2 separate regions of the Zea mays genome follow, and region 2 is linked to region 1. Evidence: chromatin contacts called from public Hi-C data. All regions are on one chromosome and are shown on one strand. Each heading gives the region's core, a stretch centred on a gene start, on an enhancer-like site or on the middle of the called end of the contact. The rest is flanking DNA. Distances are from core to core; before and after follow the strand shown.

Evidence for each region. A called contact is a pair of places that touch in the nucleus more often than the background predicts.
Region 2: a Hi-C map of tassel shows a contact between it and region 1, with 3 times the contacts expected there. The contact joins the promoter of LOC100276485 here to the promoter of LOC100384586 in region 1. A contact is called at or near these places in 2 of 25 Hi-C or Micro-C datasets (ear and tassel).

The regions. Positions count from the first base shown.
Region 1 is chr8:68,637,148-68,644,738 of Zm-B73-REFERENCE-NAM-5.0, reverse strand. LOC100384586 reads left to right here and starts at 5,706. Exons shown (of 9, transcript NM_001362414.1): 1 at 5,706-5,810; 2 at 5,939-6,056; 3 at 7,000-7,131; 4 at 7,225-7,591. The coding sequence starts at 5,809.
Region 2 is chr8:68,988,157-68,995,812 of Zm-B73-REFERENCE-NAM-5.0, reverse strand. LOC100276485 (Ninja-family protein 7) reads right to left here and starts at 6,406. Exons shown (of 3, transcript NM_001150261.1): 1 at 6,223-6,406; 2 at 2,367-3,548; 3 at 1,269-1,842. The coding sequence starts at 3,441. The coding sequence ends at 1,481. It overlaps LOC100277212 (a long non-coding RNA gene), which reads right to left and starts at 1,048. Exons shown (of 3, transcript XR_557291.3): 1 at 626-1,048.

The DNA of each region.
Region 1 (7,591 bases), core at 4,457-6,956:
AATGAAGACCATATGGCATGGAACAAAGGTGTGTCACTCCATGAACTATTGTATTACATTTGTGTATCTAGGCTCTTACAAGTTAGTGTATGCATGTATATGCAATATCTTAAGTCACATCATAAGGTTGCACTTGAATCTTGGCTTAAAATATTGCATATCATGTCTATTAGTATACCGTTTGATTATGAGTAATTCCTTAAATTGGTGCAATTTCATATTTTCATACTTTATTTGTACCAAGGTTCAAATTGTAGAACTTAATCCCCTGGCCTCACAAGTCCAAGTGCATAAGCTAAACAAGTATTCATCACTTGTATGCACACATTTAGGGGGAGAATGATCTATAATTTGAATCTTTGAGACTAACTTCATTTTCAAGTCTATTATGTGTGTAGTCTCAAATTAGAAAGGAATCTTTAAGCAAAGACAATCGCTTCCACTGCAAATTTTGATGGGTATCAAAGATTCTTTGCTCCAATAAATGTATCTTCTATACATTTCATAAGAGAATGAGTTTCTCTTGTATATGCTACTCCAACGTCATCTAAAATTGGTAAATATGTATCACATCTTTTTGGATTACAAATATCTGAAGTAGCATATAGCTTATAGATTCTCCTGTCTAGAACTTAATTGATTAAATAGTGCACATGTTTCTTATGTTGCATGATTATGTTCAATTGATACTCCTTTTATGCCAATAGTACTTTAAGTTGCAAATAAGTACTCTCAACAGGTATCAATTGAATTCATATATATGTGTGCACTAAAACTTGAGGAGAACTTAGTGTAATATGCAATTAGTGATCTGATTATCTATCAAATTGTATCAATTGGTGGTTTTCAATTGATATTTTTCGTACATGATCACTAGTTGTATAATTCATACTTGTGCAATTTTCATGCTGCCTCTTGTTATGATAAGAAAATGCTAGGTGATATCTAGAATCCAGGTATCAAGATTTATCTTTCAATTAGTATGACAATATTCATTTGATATCTTGGACCTATGTCACAATTATGCCAACAAGAGATTGCAAAATGAACTCTAAATACAACACAAGTGTGGAACACCCCTTTGAAAAGGTAAAATGCAAAGGTACATCACTTATGACACTTCTCCATTACCTTTGTGCCATATAAGGACCCTTTTCATGATAGTGTGTTCAAATCTTGATTAATCATAATTTCTACCCTTTATATTCTTTATATCTTTTTTTGGAGATTTATGACAAAGGGGGAGAAATTGTGCATTAAAGCTTACCTTTAGTCTTATGTAACTAAGTGTAAGAAGACTTTTGAAAAGGGGGAGAAATAATTGACAAAAGGGGGTTGAATCATAAGTAAAACATAAGATGAAGGAAATTGATGAGTGCATAATATGTCATGAGCATCACGTTTATTTATGACACAAAGCACCCTATGAATAGTATGATATAAGTTGTCTTCACTCTTTGACCCAAATATGTGGTTTTGGCATTTGAGTACAAAATTGGTATTTTCTGAAATGCACATATTTAGGGGGAGGAAACTATATCATAGGATTCAAAATCTTATTTATCAAATCTTATGTAAGCTTTAAATGTGTTGTCATCAATCACCAAAAAGGGGGAGATTGAAAGTGCATTCATCCCTTTTGTGAGTTTTGGTGATTTGTATAACAACACATTTAAAGGTCTAACAAGTTTGCTAAGTGTTGAACAGGAAATTCAGTATGATGAACATACTTGAATAGTGTATAATGATCAGTGAACAAGGTTCAACACAAGGTCAAATAACCAATGAGACAATGCAAATGGATATAATATGGTCTCTATATTGGTTTGAATATATGGACAAGTCCTGAGAAATCACTATGCATAAATATGATCATAATAGAGGTTGAAGTGATTAAGAGGATTGATCAAGCCAAAGTGAATAAGTAATGAGGAATCGTGAATTGGCTTGACCATATTACTATTAGTCCATATATGAATATATGAGAATCAAACTAGAGCTTGATTGATCTTAGCAGTTATATCTAGATGACATTCAAGCAAAGTTCACAATATTGAAGAAATGATTCTCTCAATGGATGCTCAATAGGATGTGACTCAAGAATGTCTTGATAGGGTGAAGATAGCAAGGAAAGGGATTCGAGGAACTAAGCGAAGGTGAAGGCCAAACGATGGCTTGTAGACCGAGGTACCATGGCTAAGGTGAAGAAGAGAGTACTTGCACTAAGTCGATGAACTAATCAGCTATGAAGTGTTACAACATGTTGATGCATCAGTAAGGTGACTTGAAGCCATGATTTGAACTCATATATGGTGAAATGGCACAAGTCACAGGCTCGATTTGTGTTTGCTTCAAAAGGTGAGACAAAGATGTTTGTGATCCTTATGAAGCAATGCCATGGAGAAATCACACATGAGACACCAATGACTCAAGGAGTTTACTTAATTAATTTTATTTAACTTGAGTATAGGAATCGTCGTACTATAAAGGGGGATCCAAAAAGAAGGTTGGTGTTTGCCAAAGCTCAAACCTCTATATTCAAAAGCTATTTTTGAAAAGCAAAAATCCCCTTAACATTCTATGGTTGACCATGGTTAGGTTTGAGAAACCTAGAGTGTTCTTGTTGAAAAGCAGCTGAGCTTCTTCAGCTGCAGCTGAGCTGAACTTCAGCTGTGTTGAGCTTTCTCAACTCCAGCTGAACTTCAACTTCAACTGGGGTCCAGGCAGGTTCAACCGGGGTCCAGGGCAAGTTCAACCGGGGTCCAAAGAGGTTCAACCGGTGTCCAGGGAAAGTTCAGCCGGGGATTTTTTCCCGGACCTCGCTGGTCAAAACCGGTTGAACCGGTCCTAGGGGAGGTTCAACCGGTGTCAGGGTCAACTGACCGGTCTGACCTCCTGACTGGCAGACTGACTGCCAGTCTGACCCCCAGGCGGTTGAACCGGTCCTAGGGGCGGTTCAACCGGTGTCAGGACCTGTTTTTGCAGTTTGACCTGCAGTCTTCCAGTCTGACTGGCAGACTGACTGTCAGCCTGCCCCAGGCGGTTGAACCGGTCCTAGGGGCGGTTCAACCGGTCCTCCACAGCCAAAATGAGTCCAACGGCTAGTTTTGAAGCCCCACCTATATATACTCACTCCTACCTTTCTCCCAACATAAGAGCACGACCCAAACTCCATTTCTAACTTGAAGAACACCGCCCACTCTCTCCCACACATCTCTTGCCTCTCCCATTTCAAATCTTTGGAGAGAAATCTTTGAGTGAGTTTGAGAGCTGCGGTTTTTGTGCTTCATCTCCAAATCTCTCTTGCTCTTCTTCATTTGAGCTTTGGTACTACATCGAGTTCTTTGTGGATTCATTACTCTTGGAGCTTCTAGCTCCTAGACGACTAGGTGTCTCTTGTGAGTCTCCAAATCTTGTGGAAGACCACAAGAAAGTTTGTATTACTCGCTCGTTTGAGCAAAGATTAGTGTGTGGGCTTGACCTTTGTGGTCGGCAAAGGGGGGATTAGGGTTGAAAGAGACCCGGCTCTTTTTGGGCGCCTCAACGAGGAAGTAGGGCACCTTGGTGGTGTGACCGAACCTCGGGATAAATCTTGTGTCTCTTGTGTTCTTGTTCATTGTGCTTATTCGTGTTCTTCGTTCTCTCACCATTCCGTGAAAGATTTGTTTATATCTTTTTAGTGTGTGGATTTTGAGAAGTGCCCTTCTCAGATCTACTACTTTGAACCCTGTGGATCATTTAGAACATCTCATTTCCAAAGTTAACCGGGTGAATTTCGAGATCAATTCAGTTTTACCCAGTTTGCTTCTAGTTTTTGTTGAAAAAGTTTTAACTTGCCTATTCACCCCCCTCTAGGCAACTTTCATAGATGTTGGTCAGCAGCATCACTTTGACATGTTTTCAATGTAAGCATGGAGTGGCACCAAGGTGTTTTCCATTTAGTATGGTTCAGATCGCAAGCGGTTCCAAACCCGTAGTACCGAGGTTGTTCGATTGGTAGAGCTACCTGATGAGGCTAAATCTCGAAGCAAATCAGAACTACAACGACTCACAGAAACTGAAAAACTGGATTATTTTGGAACCTTATTGTTAATCTTCAGGTAAATATGATCACATTATTTTGTTCAGGCAAAATTGTTGTTGACTGGACGGATGAGGAATTAGAGCATACTTCAGAGGCAGTTGGATATGGTGTTGTGAAGTATCTTGAAAGCTCTGTAAGTTAATATCTGATATGGAAACATGGTTGAGTTGTGTGTTATTTTATCTTACTTTTGGTTATCTGAAAGTTTATGTAAAGGACAACCATCTCATTTATCAGGCTAAATATATTGTAGTTCAGTTGTACCAAAAATTCTTGAACACTAACCTGACTTAAGTGTGTTGTACTTCTGTAGAGAAAATCCAGTGCAGGCAAGATTTTAGGCTGAATTCTCCCACTGGTGAGGAACTTGAGATTCCTGGCAAGCTCTGAGTTATTTTCTTCTCAACTTGTAGACCAACTGGATTATTTTGGAACCTTATTATTAATCTTCAGGTAAATATGATCACATTATTTTGTTCAGGCAAAATTATTGTTGACTGGACGGATGAGGAATTAGAGCATACTTCAGAGGCAGTTGGATATGGTGTTGTGAAGTATCTTCTGGAATGCCTTATTTTAGAAAGCTCTGTACGTGCTCATCTATTGGTGACTTGAATATAACAATGAATCGCAATAACTTTGTGTTTATATTTGTGAAGGTCCATGTTAATATCTGATATGGAAACATGGTTGAGTTGTGTGTTATTTTATCTTACTTTTGGTTATCTGAAAGTTTATGTAAAGGACAACCATCTCATTTATCAGGCTAAATATATTGTAGTTCAGTGGTATCAATAATTCTTGAACACTAACCTGACTTAAGTGTGTTGTACTTCTGTAGAGAAAATCCAGTGCAGGCAAGATTTTAGGCTGAATTCTCCCACTGGTGAGGAACTTGATATTCTTGGCAAGCTCTGATTTATTTTCTTCTCAACTTGTAGACCAACCTGGTGTAGCTCCACTTTCAAGATATTGTGATCCAAAATAAAAACACTTGATTTTTTTAATTTTGATTTGACGTGCACTATTGTTGATTCATCTGCGAGTTGCATCAAGTTTTGTTTTCTTGTAACAAACCTATTTGGTGGACTTACATGTGTCAGTTGCAATGCATGATATCTTGTATTATAACTTTCTACTTGTTATTTTTCTATCTTAGCCAAGCTGGTTGCTGATCATTGCCAAGGAGATTACTTAGTGGCCGATAAGCATTGCATTTTACTACACGTAATGGATTTGTTTGATGTGAAATGCTTTTAATGTATGTAAAAATTCTTAACTTTTAAAAAGATACTAACAAACATAAAATAACAATTATTTTTAAAATTTTAGTGTATCTTATCATAATATATTCACTCCGTAGCAACGCACGGACGTTCACCTAGTTTAAATAATAAGAGGATTACTCCCTAGTTACATGATCATCAAATCAGCTAACGCAAAAAGCTAAGGGAGGCCGCCCACAGCCCACTGCGCACTGGGCCTTAAAATAAATCGCAAAATCCGTACCGCTTTTCTGGCGTTACTCCTCCGGGTCGGTCCTTCCTCGTCGAAAATTACATTTTTCTGTATAAGAAGAAATCTCCTCTGCTCAGTTTCCACCGCCGCACTCCTCCACCCAGACCCTCCTCCCTCACGGCCCCACCCACCTCGCGTCCTCGCCGGAACCCTAACGGTGACCGCCTGCCGTGCCCATCGGCGGCGATCGCGTTGCTGCGCCCCCGATGTGAGTCACTCCCACCGCCGATATATATGGCCTCTCATCTTATTTGGCTCCTCATCTCGTCCCGTCTCGCTCCCTTCCTTCAGTTCTGACGCGGATTTATTTGTCTGCCGATCTGGTACCCGTCCCAGGAGTTACCTCTGCGCGGGCAGTTCGTCGTTCGATGACCCCGACGTGGTTGAGGTGTCTTCGGCCACCGCCGCGGCTGCGGGGTGGGCCTCCGGCCACCACAAGAGGAAGCGGAGCCAGGTGATGTCAATATCGCATCCTTTGTTCACTGCGCGTAAGTTTTGGATACCTTGAAATTGGTAGTGAATTCTGATATGGCCTGATGGTTATATAATGGCAGGTTGCAGTTGATAAGTTAATTCATGTGTCATATATTTGAATCAAGTGTGATGTGTTGTGAAGTGTTGATTTGGCAGTCCATCTTATCGGTGTAATAGTCAACCATGGAAGTATGAACTAGTGAAATTAAAAGAATTCTAGTTTGTTCTCTAGAAAAAAAAACACCGACTCCCTGAATGAATTTGTGTGAATCAGAACTCTTAGCTTCTTCTAGGCGTATAGCAAAAGCTATGAATCTTGAAAAGCCAGAATGTCTTGTAATTTGGAACGGAAGGAGTAGAAAGATTGTCAGAAAAAGGAAATTATTTGGAGGTCTACCTTTAAACTCTGCATTTAGTAGCCCTCCAAAATCCAATTGACCACATAGGGGGTTATGCAGAGCTCTCCTTTGTATTTCTTCCATTTTGTGCCTTTTCGTTTTATCTACCAAGTGTTGACTAATAGACGCATTTCTGCCATAGTCAGAAACATAGGCATGGACGCATGGTGCGATTGACACAATAACCAATTGACAATGGCATTGGCTGATTGGCATGTGTCAAGTGCATATATGAGGTCAAAAGTTCATAGCTGCTGGATTGTTCCCTTTTATGATCTCATATCCCTTTTAAAACTGTCATAAATGTCTTCATGAATCATTACATGTGGCATAATTTTTGTTCTTTAGGTAAATTATGACAAACAAATGCTCTTCTTTTATTATGGAAAATCAATAGCTTCTGAGCATGTTTCATGTTACAATTATACTGTATCGAAAGAGTGTTGCTTGCAGAACTGAATTGCAGTTCTATAAACTACTAATTGATGCATTTTCTTCTGAAATTTGTGCTTGCTTGAACAATAGGTTGTCCCTCAAGAAGTAATTGAAATTGATGATGATGATCCTGATGGAGTCATAATTATTGGTGATAAAGCACCATTGGACAAGAATAAGCAAACTGTTGTATGCCCTATGGATTGGCCAAAGCATGCCAAGGTAAATTCCCTCGTATCTTTTTCTTTCTCATATTATTTGCTTTTATACCGTGCAAGCTCAGAGAGATTCTTTTCTGTGTGTATATAAATTCAGAGTGGTTGGGTTCAGGACATCGCTGGCCCAAGCACATATGCTTCAAAATATATCGATTCCTGTGTTGACCTGAAAGTGTTTCAAGATGAGGCAGTTTACAACTATTCTGATGACTGTCCCTATGCGGGATTTGAAGACTATATGTATGATGAAGATGAGTTTGAGGTTGATGGTTATGATGCTCTGCTTATTGAAAGTGAGTTTAAATTTGGTTTGTCTGCCAAGTTTGATAACCTCCATGCTCCACCTGTTCTGGAGGTTTCTTTACCATGGATGCAGAAGACTGCTATTGATATTGCAAATAAGACCAAACCCACTAAGGTTGTAGATGATAAAATCGAAGAAAAATACAAGGCCTTCAAACGAT
Region 2 (7,656 bases), core at 5,157-7,656, 350 kb before region 1:
GATAGTAAAACCAGCTTCAACATAAACATGGAGTTGTCCTACATGATCCCATCCCCCCCCCCCCCCCCCCTCACACATATTTGCATCCAAATCCACATCAGGCTGTATTCTGATATGTAGCTTGTCTGCCAATATCACAACAACGTTCCCTATTTTCCCCAGCAGCCGTAACAGCACTAGGGTTATAAAGAGATCAGAACATTGTTGAAAAGAAGCCAAACCGCGAAACTTTACTTCTGTACCATGTCAGCTGCAATACTGCACTAGCAGAATCACTTGTTTTCTAATAATTGTAATGACCACACGAGGAGACACAAGGTGATGAAATCAACATCTTACATGTGAATGACGCACCTTTCTTAGTTTCAGTTTCATCTTGATTTGGCAGCGTAGAGTTTAAACTACAACATTGGAGGCTTTAGTCTCAATTCAGAAAAGGGGATCGGCAAATACTAAGACATACATCAGGGGCTGATGTAGTAAAGGGACATAGGGTGTACACCCGATATTTTTTGGAAAAAAAGAAGGTATAACGTATAAGTTGGTAAGCATCAAATAGCAAAATGGCTTGAGGCTAGAACTCGGTTTCGCACAGCAGACAGGGAAGAGAAGGGGGTGGGAATACCTGGCGGGCGCTCTTCGCCGGTGAAGGCCTCGGCACCTGTAGTAGGGCGGCGGGGGCGGTAGGCCAACTGGAACCCGATCTGGGTAGAGGGAGGGTCGATCTGGACTGAGGTACTGTCGACGGTGCGAGCCAGGCGGCGGCGTACGGTCGAGAGGAACGCGAGGGAGACGGGAACGAGGGGAGGGGGAGGACAAAGGAGATTATACGGATCCAGCCAGGACAAAGGAGATACGGGCACCGTTGGAGTGGAGGTCCGCGGGGAAGCAATTTTCCAGTCCGGGGGGCGGCGTAAAGTGCATAGGGCAAAGCAGTGGAAGCCCGCGGCGAGATTGGCACTGCTCAGGTCGATATGGTCAAGAAGATAGAGCCAGCCTCAGAACCAGAGGAGCAAGGTCAGGCGTGGCCCCGAACGACGCCGTGTCCGGACAAGGCTAAGCAAAACTATTAGAGTAAAAAAAAGATATAAAAACTATTAGACTAATAAGATATTAAAACGTTTTTTTTATTTTAATGACTCTTCAAATATAATTTAGAGAGAACGAGTTATAGAAATACACTCTCATGAGATGCTCTCACCCTTCGCGAGGAACTTACGAAGAAGACCAAGTCCCTGTTTCTAATAGCAATGAACACATCGTCTATAGATCAAAATCCAACCACAGCAATTGGCAGTCCATGTGTTACATAGCGCTAAAAATACACAGATTTTATCCTCAAACAAAGCTCAAAATACAAGAATCTAAACTTGCATGATAAAAAGTTAACACGAGATGAACACTGAGTATTACAGTGAATGGCTGATATAGACACAAGAGGGGCAAGGATTATTAGTCAAGCATTCTCTGAACCGCTAACCTAATTTTCTGCAGACGTGGCTTGGTTACCAGCAGGGAATGCTGGCAGGGTTGCACTATTATCTTGGGCCGGAGCATCTGCACTTGCATGCCGCATGAACTCCTCCGGAGACATGTGAGTGCCATGGCAAGCACATACTATCTTTACCTCATTTCTACCAAACTTGTATGTCACACCTGATATGGTTCTGCCATTTGGTCCGGCGCCGATGGTAGAAACCCAGGGAAGATCCGGATATGATCCAGACCCTCCAAATTTGACATTTGGTGCGATGCCTGGCCTTATGGCAGAACCCATAAGAGAGAGTCCTCTATCAGCCTTTTTCTCATCTTCAGCATGAGCAGACGAGGAAGCACCTGCCTCTGCAATGTGTCAAAAGAAAAATGAAAAAAGAAGTCAGTACTCGAAGGTCAATATGATGTCAGTTGGTAAAATATTCAAACATGCATATATAGTTTTGGCAGTAAACATAGCCATGCACAAAAGTTCAGAGCTCAACATGGAATTTCCTTCCACGATTTATCATTTCGCACTACCAGATTACTGGCAGGCAATGCATAAAGCAAAGGCAGTAATCCTCCCCACAAATAATTGTGAAATTAAAAGGCTTTATGACATACCACCAGTATACATCAATCATATATACCTAGCAAATGGAGGAAGAGACACAGACTGTTAAGCACAACCATGGTTTAAATCTTCTCTAACATATATCGCTAACCAGATACATGTTACATAAAGGTCGAGTGCTTTAACTCTAGTTTTTGTAAACAAATCTGTTTTTTAGAGGCAAACATCTTTTTTGTTAATATTCAACAACAGACATAAAAGTATCACACAAAAACGGATTTTATCCATTTTTCTTGGGAAGGAAACAGTCACTAACCCTGGGGCTTCTTGCCATCGTCAACTTGCTTGGTTCCTGTTTGATCAGCTTTGTCTTTTGCAGTAAAAGAAGACAGAGCCTGAGGTGGAGCACCAAATGCCCATGAAGAGCCCGTTTCAAGTGTTGGTAGCTGGACTGCTGGGTAACCAAAAGCAACTTGAGAGGCACTACCCATTGTCTGGACAGCTAGTCCACCATTTGTGGGCGGCCTCAACTGCACAGTACATACCGGGTGAAAATTTGGTGCATTAGTTAAGACAGGAGGTCCAGAAACTTGACCTGGGACTTGATATGGCAAAGCCACTACATTTGATGCCTGCATCGATATAAGATTTCCAGGTGTCAACTTTCCAGAGCTGGACTCGCTTCCTGAGAAACTTGGTTGTCTCTTTCCTTTAAAACCATCTGCAGCAGCATCGGCGGACCTTTTCCTATCAGTTCCTTTGTTAACAACAGAGCCCTTAGCACTGTCTTCACGCTGTGCAACCAACCAAGAATTTGAGCCTTCTGCTTCTGACTCTGCAACATCCTCATTTTCACCAGTTGAACCATCATCCGTACTAATCGAGATAGGTGCATTCTTTGCACCTCCGTCAGAGCTCTTACTGAATGCATCAGGCTGGTCACTAGCTGTCTGATGTTTCTTCTGAAAGTTCATCTCTTCAGAAGGCAACTTGTGGTTACCAGAAACTGGCTTCTGCTCCTCAGAATTATTTCCACTGTTAATTGGCATCCTTCCATCTTGATAACTGGAAAGCTGAGGCTGATGACTCACCGGTTCAACAGAACCATCTACCACTGGACCGGAGGAATTCCCTGGTTGTCCCCAGAAGTTCCCAAATTGTGGTGCAACAGGGCTGTGCCTCTGTTTACTATTTTGTTCATGGTTATCAGCGCTCTTTTGATAAAATTTCCCAGAAGGAGCATCAGGAGTTTGTAAACCACCTTTGCTACTGCTTTCTTCCACTTGGGGTTCTGCTTTTGGTTCTAGAGGTGCATCTCTAGCCTTGGCCTTCCCTGATGACCCGCCCAAAGATAGGCCCAAACTAAGCTCAAGCCCATTATCATCGTCCATTTCCAGTTCTTGGTAATTGCAATGAAAGGTATGTGTAGTTACAGACTATTTCTTCACACATACTGAGGATGATATAGAGAACATTCTTGTCATTCAATCTGTAACTCCTGCAAAAGGCACATCTTGTAAGAGGCAAGAAGCCATTTTTTATGGTAACTCGATAGTTTATGGCAGATGAAAACATATATTAACTAAGAAACATTTAACAAAGCAACCCATCACATCCATAGACGCTGAATAACCAAAATTTAGTGAGTACCCATATATGTTGCATGATTTCCACAGGAAATCGTGGCCATATATTGAATTTCCTCTTGTGCCTGGGCACACGGATTTTGCAAATATTAGTGGACACCAGATCTTTACATGAACTAATTTATGAATCTTTACCACTATATGAAAGGGAAATAGGGTCAAACCTTTTCCTAAATGATTTTGGTGGTTGAAATGCCCAACACAAATAATTGGACTAACTAGTTTGCTCTAGATTATATATTCTACAGGTGCATAAGTTCATCTACAACTATTCTAAATCGACTGTCCGGAATACCGTAGATTATTCCGGACAGGAGAAACTTTTTGGAAAAACCGACCAAGTGCGGACCGTCCGGGCCCTTGCGGCGGACCGTCCGCGACACCAGGATGACCCTCGGACAGAACCACTGCATAAATGCAAGTCAACACTGCGGACCGTCCGATGGAAAAGCAAGCACCGTCCGAGACCAGGCACGGACCGTCCGGTCGGCACAGAACCGAAAAGCCCGAAGGTGACAAGTTGAGCAAAAGGAATTATAGAGCTAGCGCGGACCGTCAGGGACCAAGGGCGGACCGTCCGCATGGTGTCACCGAGGCAGATAGCCGTTGATCTAGTCGTTGATCTGTCAGAAGTATCCGTTGAAGATGTCAGAATCGACCGTTGGAGGGTCGCGGACTGTCTGGGCCCTAGCCGCGGACCGTCCGCCAGTGCAACTTCAGGCAGATGCGCCCCAACGGCTATATGGGTGGTTGAGGGCTATAAATACCACCCCAACCGTCCACTTCAAGGTGTGGGAGCCCAAGCAACATTCCAAGTCATATAGTTGACATATCCAAGCCCTCCCAACCACCTCTATTCATTGATCCATCCTATACACAAGATTTAGACCACTACAAACCACACAAGTGCCACAAAAGAGAGAGCAAGCAAAAGAAAGCCTCTTGTGAGAGTTTAGCTCTAGTGCCTTGTGAGATTCATTGAGAGAAAGTGTGTGCTACATCTTGCGTTCATTTGCGCGTGGAGTTTTGACTCCCATTGGACTTCCTCCAAAGTTTTGGAGGCTTGTAAAGCTAGCAAGAGACACCTAAGTGTGTGGTGATCCTTGCGGGGTCTTAATTGATCCTTGAGAAGAAGAAGAGCTTGCCGATCTTCGGGATCGGTAGAGAGAAGGGAAAGGGTTGAAAGAGACCCGTCCTTAGTGGACTCCTCAACGGGGACTAGGCCTTCGAGGGCCGAACCTCGGTAAAACAAATCACCCGTGTCTCGTGTGTTTATTGCTTGTGATTTGTTTGTTCTCTCCCTTTCTAAGTTCTCTTGCGCTACTCTTTGCTAACATTATTGTGTGTTGCTTCAAGTTAAATTCTCATTTAGAGAAGCAACTCCTTGCAAGAAAGAACTTGTGTTTATCTTCTTCTTAACTAACCCCTCTTGCATTATTCTCCACTAACATTTCTAATAGTATTGTTATTGATTAAATTCCGCACTCTTTGAAAACAATACTCATTGCAAGCAAAGGTTTTAGTTTTATACTCCGATAATTGTGAATCTTGTTCTAACCACTAATCAAGGGATCTAGTTGGGGTGTAAAGTTATAATTTTCAGATTTCGCTTATCCACCCCCCTAGGCGACTTTCACTATATAATCCATCAGTTTAAACTTTGCAAAACTCACCCAACCAAATCACCCCACACTCATAACCTCCACTAAAACCACTAAACAAATTACACCTAGACTTTACACACCATCAAAACCAACAGTGTAGATCATTGAATAACCCCCTCTCCTGTACTTACTCAAATCCAATGGACAATATTATTTTGATCATCTCTCCCCCTCCCCTGAGATCCCGCCACCCCAGCCTCCCCCTCCCCCTCTGCTCCGTCCCAGCCGCCCTCTCCCCCTCACTCGCGCTGCGACCGCCATAGTCGTCAACCCCTCCCCTTGTGCCGCCACTGTCGACCTCTCCGCTCCCCTCCACAGGATCGTAGCGTTATCACATGATATATGCTAGTGGTATGATACTCCAAGACATTAGAGCACACCCAATAGAAAGTTTCTAGCTATGCCACTGTGGCTAGATATCCTACAGAGTGGAGGCATGGGTGTACACATGTGCACTCGAAAAAATTTGCAAGAAAATCGAAGTTAGTGGGTAAAATATATGCATACACTTAATTATAGCGGATCCGTATACAAATGGTCAAATAGTTCATGTTAGGGTTTGGGTGCTCGGTTTCCTACAGCAGGAACGGAAGAGAAGGGGTCAGCATGCCTGGTCCCGGCGAACAACTAGCGAAGGTCCCGGTGAACAACTAGAGAAGGGCCCAGCGAACAACTAGTGAAAGGCCCAATGAAGACGGCGGATCTAGTAAAGGGACATGGGTCATGGGTGTACACATGTACACCCGATAATTTTTGCAGAAAGTTAGGAGTTAGTAAGCGTCAAATAGGTAAAGGGCTTGAGGTTAGAGTTTGGGAACTCGGTCTCGCACAGCAGATTGGGAAGAGAATGGTGTAGGAATACCTGGTGGGCGCTCCTCGCCGGCGAAGATCAGCTAAGGACTCGGCACCTGGCGTAGGGCGGCGGCGATAGCCAAATTAGAATCCGATCTGGGAAAAGAGAGGCTCGATCCGGGAAGGGGGACTGTCAGCGGTGCGAGCCTTGCGGCGTCGCCGTACTGACGAGAGGAACGCGAGGAGGAAGACGTGAACGAAGGAGGAGGGCGGACCGTGGACGGTTGGGTTGACACTTGACAAGGATTACCAGTAGAAGCATGTTTGTTTTATCTCTAGTTTTTAGAAACTTGTTTAGGACTAGTTTGAGAATCTAATTTCTATTTTTCTAAAATAAATTAGTTTATTTTTTCTTGAAAAAATAGAAATTATTTGGGAAAATAGAGTTTCTAAACTAACCCTTATAAAAAAACTGGTTTATAGTATAGTAGCACTCAGTTTTTAAGAAACTGGTTTATAGATACGAGATAGTTCTAAACATACTAGTTTGTGTCTCATTTTATAGAAACTAGATTTTCAGTTTCTTAAAAAACAAGAAGCTAGTCTCCATTGGCTAGAACTAGTTTTATAAAAACTGATATGGTTTCAAACACCATAAAGCAATTTTTTATAACCGGTTTCTAGAAAACTAGAGATAGAAACCGGATTCTTAAAAACTAGATTGCTTTCAAATAGGACCTTAGATTTAAGAATATGAGAATCCAGTTTCTACAAATTTTGATATAAACTGATATGTTTGGAACACCTCGGTTTTTATAAAACAGATTCTTAAAAATTGGGTGCTTTCAAACAAGCCCTAAGTTGCTTCCAAACATGTTCTAAGAGTCTGTTTAGAAGCCCCTAGTTTTTAACAAACCGTTTTATAAAAACTAAAAGGGTTCAAAACAAAACAGCTTATGTTTCGGTTTATAGAAATAAGATTTCTAGTTTTTTTAAACCAAGAAGCTAACCTCTCCTAACAAACTAGTTCATGAAAATTGAGGTGGTTCCAAACACCATTGAAAGGAAATTAGGCTTACACATTTTCCTATTTAATTTTGGTGGTTGAATTGTCCAACACAAATAATTGGACTAACTAGTTTGCTCTAGTCTATAAGTTCTACAGGTGCCAAAGGTTCACAATAAGCTAATAAAAAGACCAAGAAAGGGTTCAAACAAAGAGAGCAAAAGACATCCCAAAAAGCACCCTGGTCTGGCGCACCGGACTGTCCGGTGCACCGGGGCACTCGAAGCTGAACTCGTTACCTTCGGGAAAATCAGAGGGCGCTCCGCTATAATTCACCGGACAAATCCAACACTTCAACTCCCAAGCCACGACTATACTCCTCGCCTCTCTAAGTCGAGAGAAGTATAATAAGGTGCAAGGGTTGAAGAGTGCAAAGAAAATTTGGGACGTGCTAAAGACCGCGCACGAAGGAGACGAGGTGACCAAGATCACCAAGCG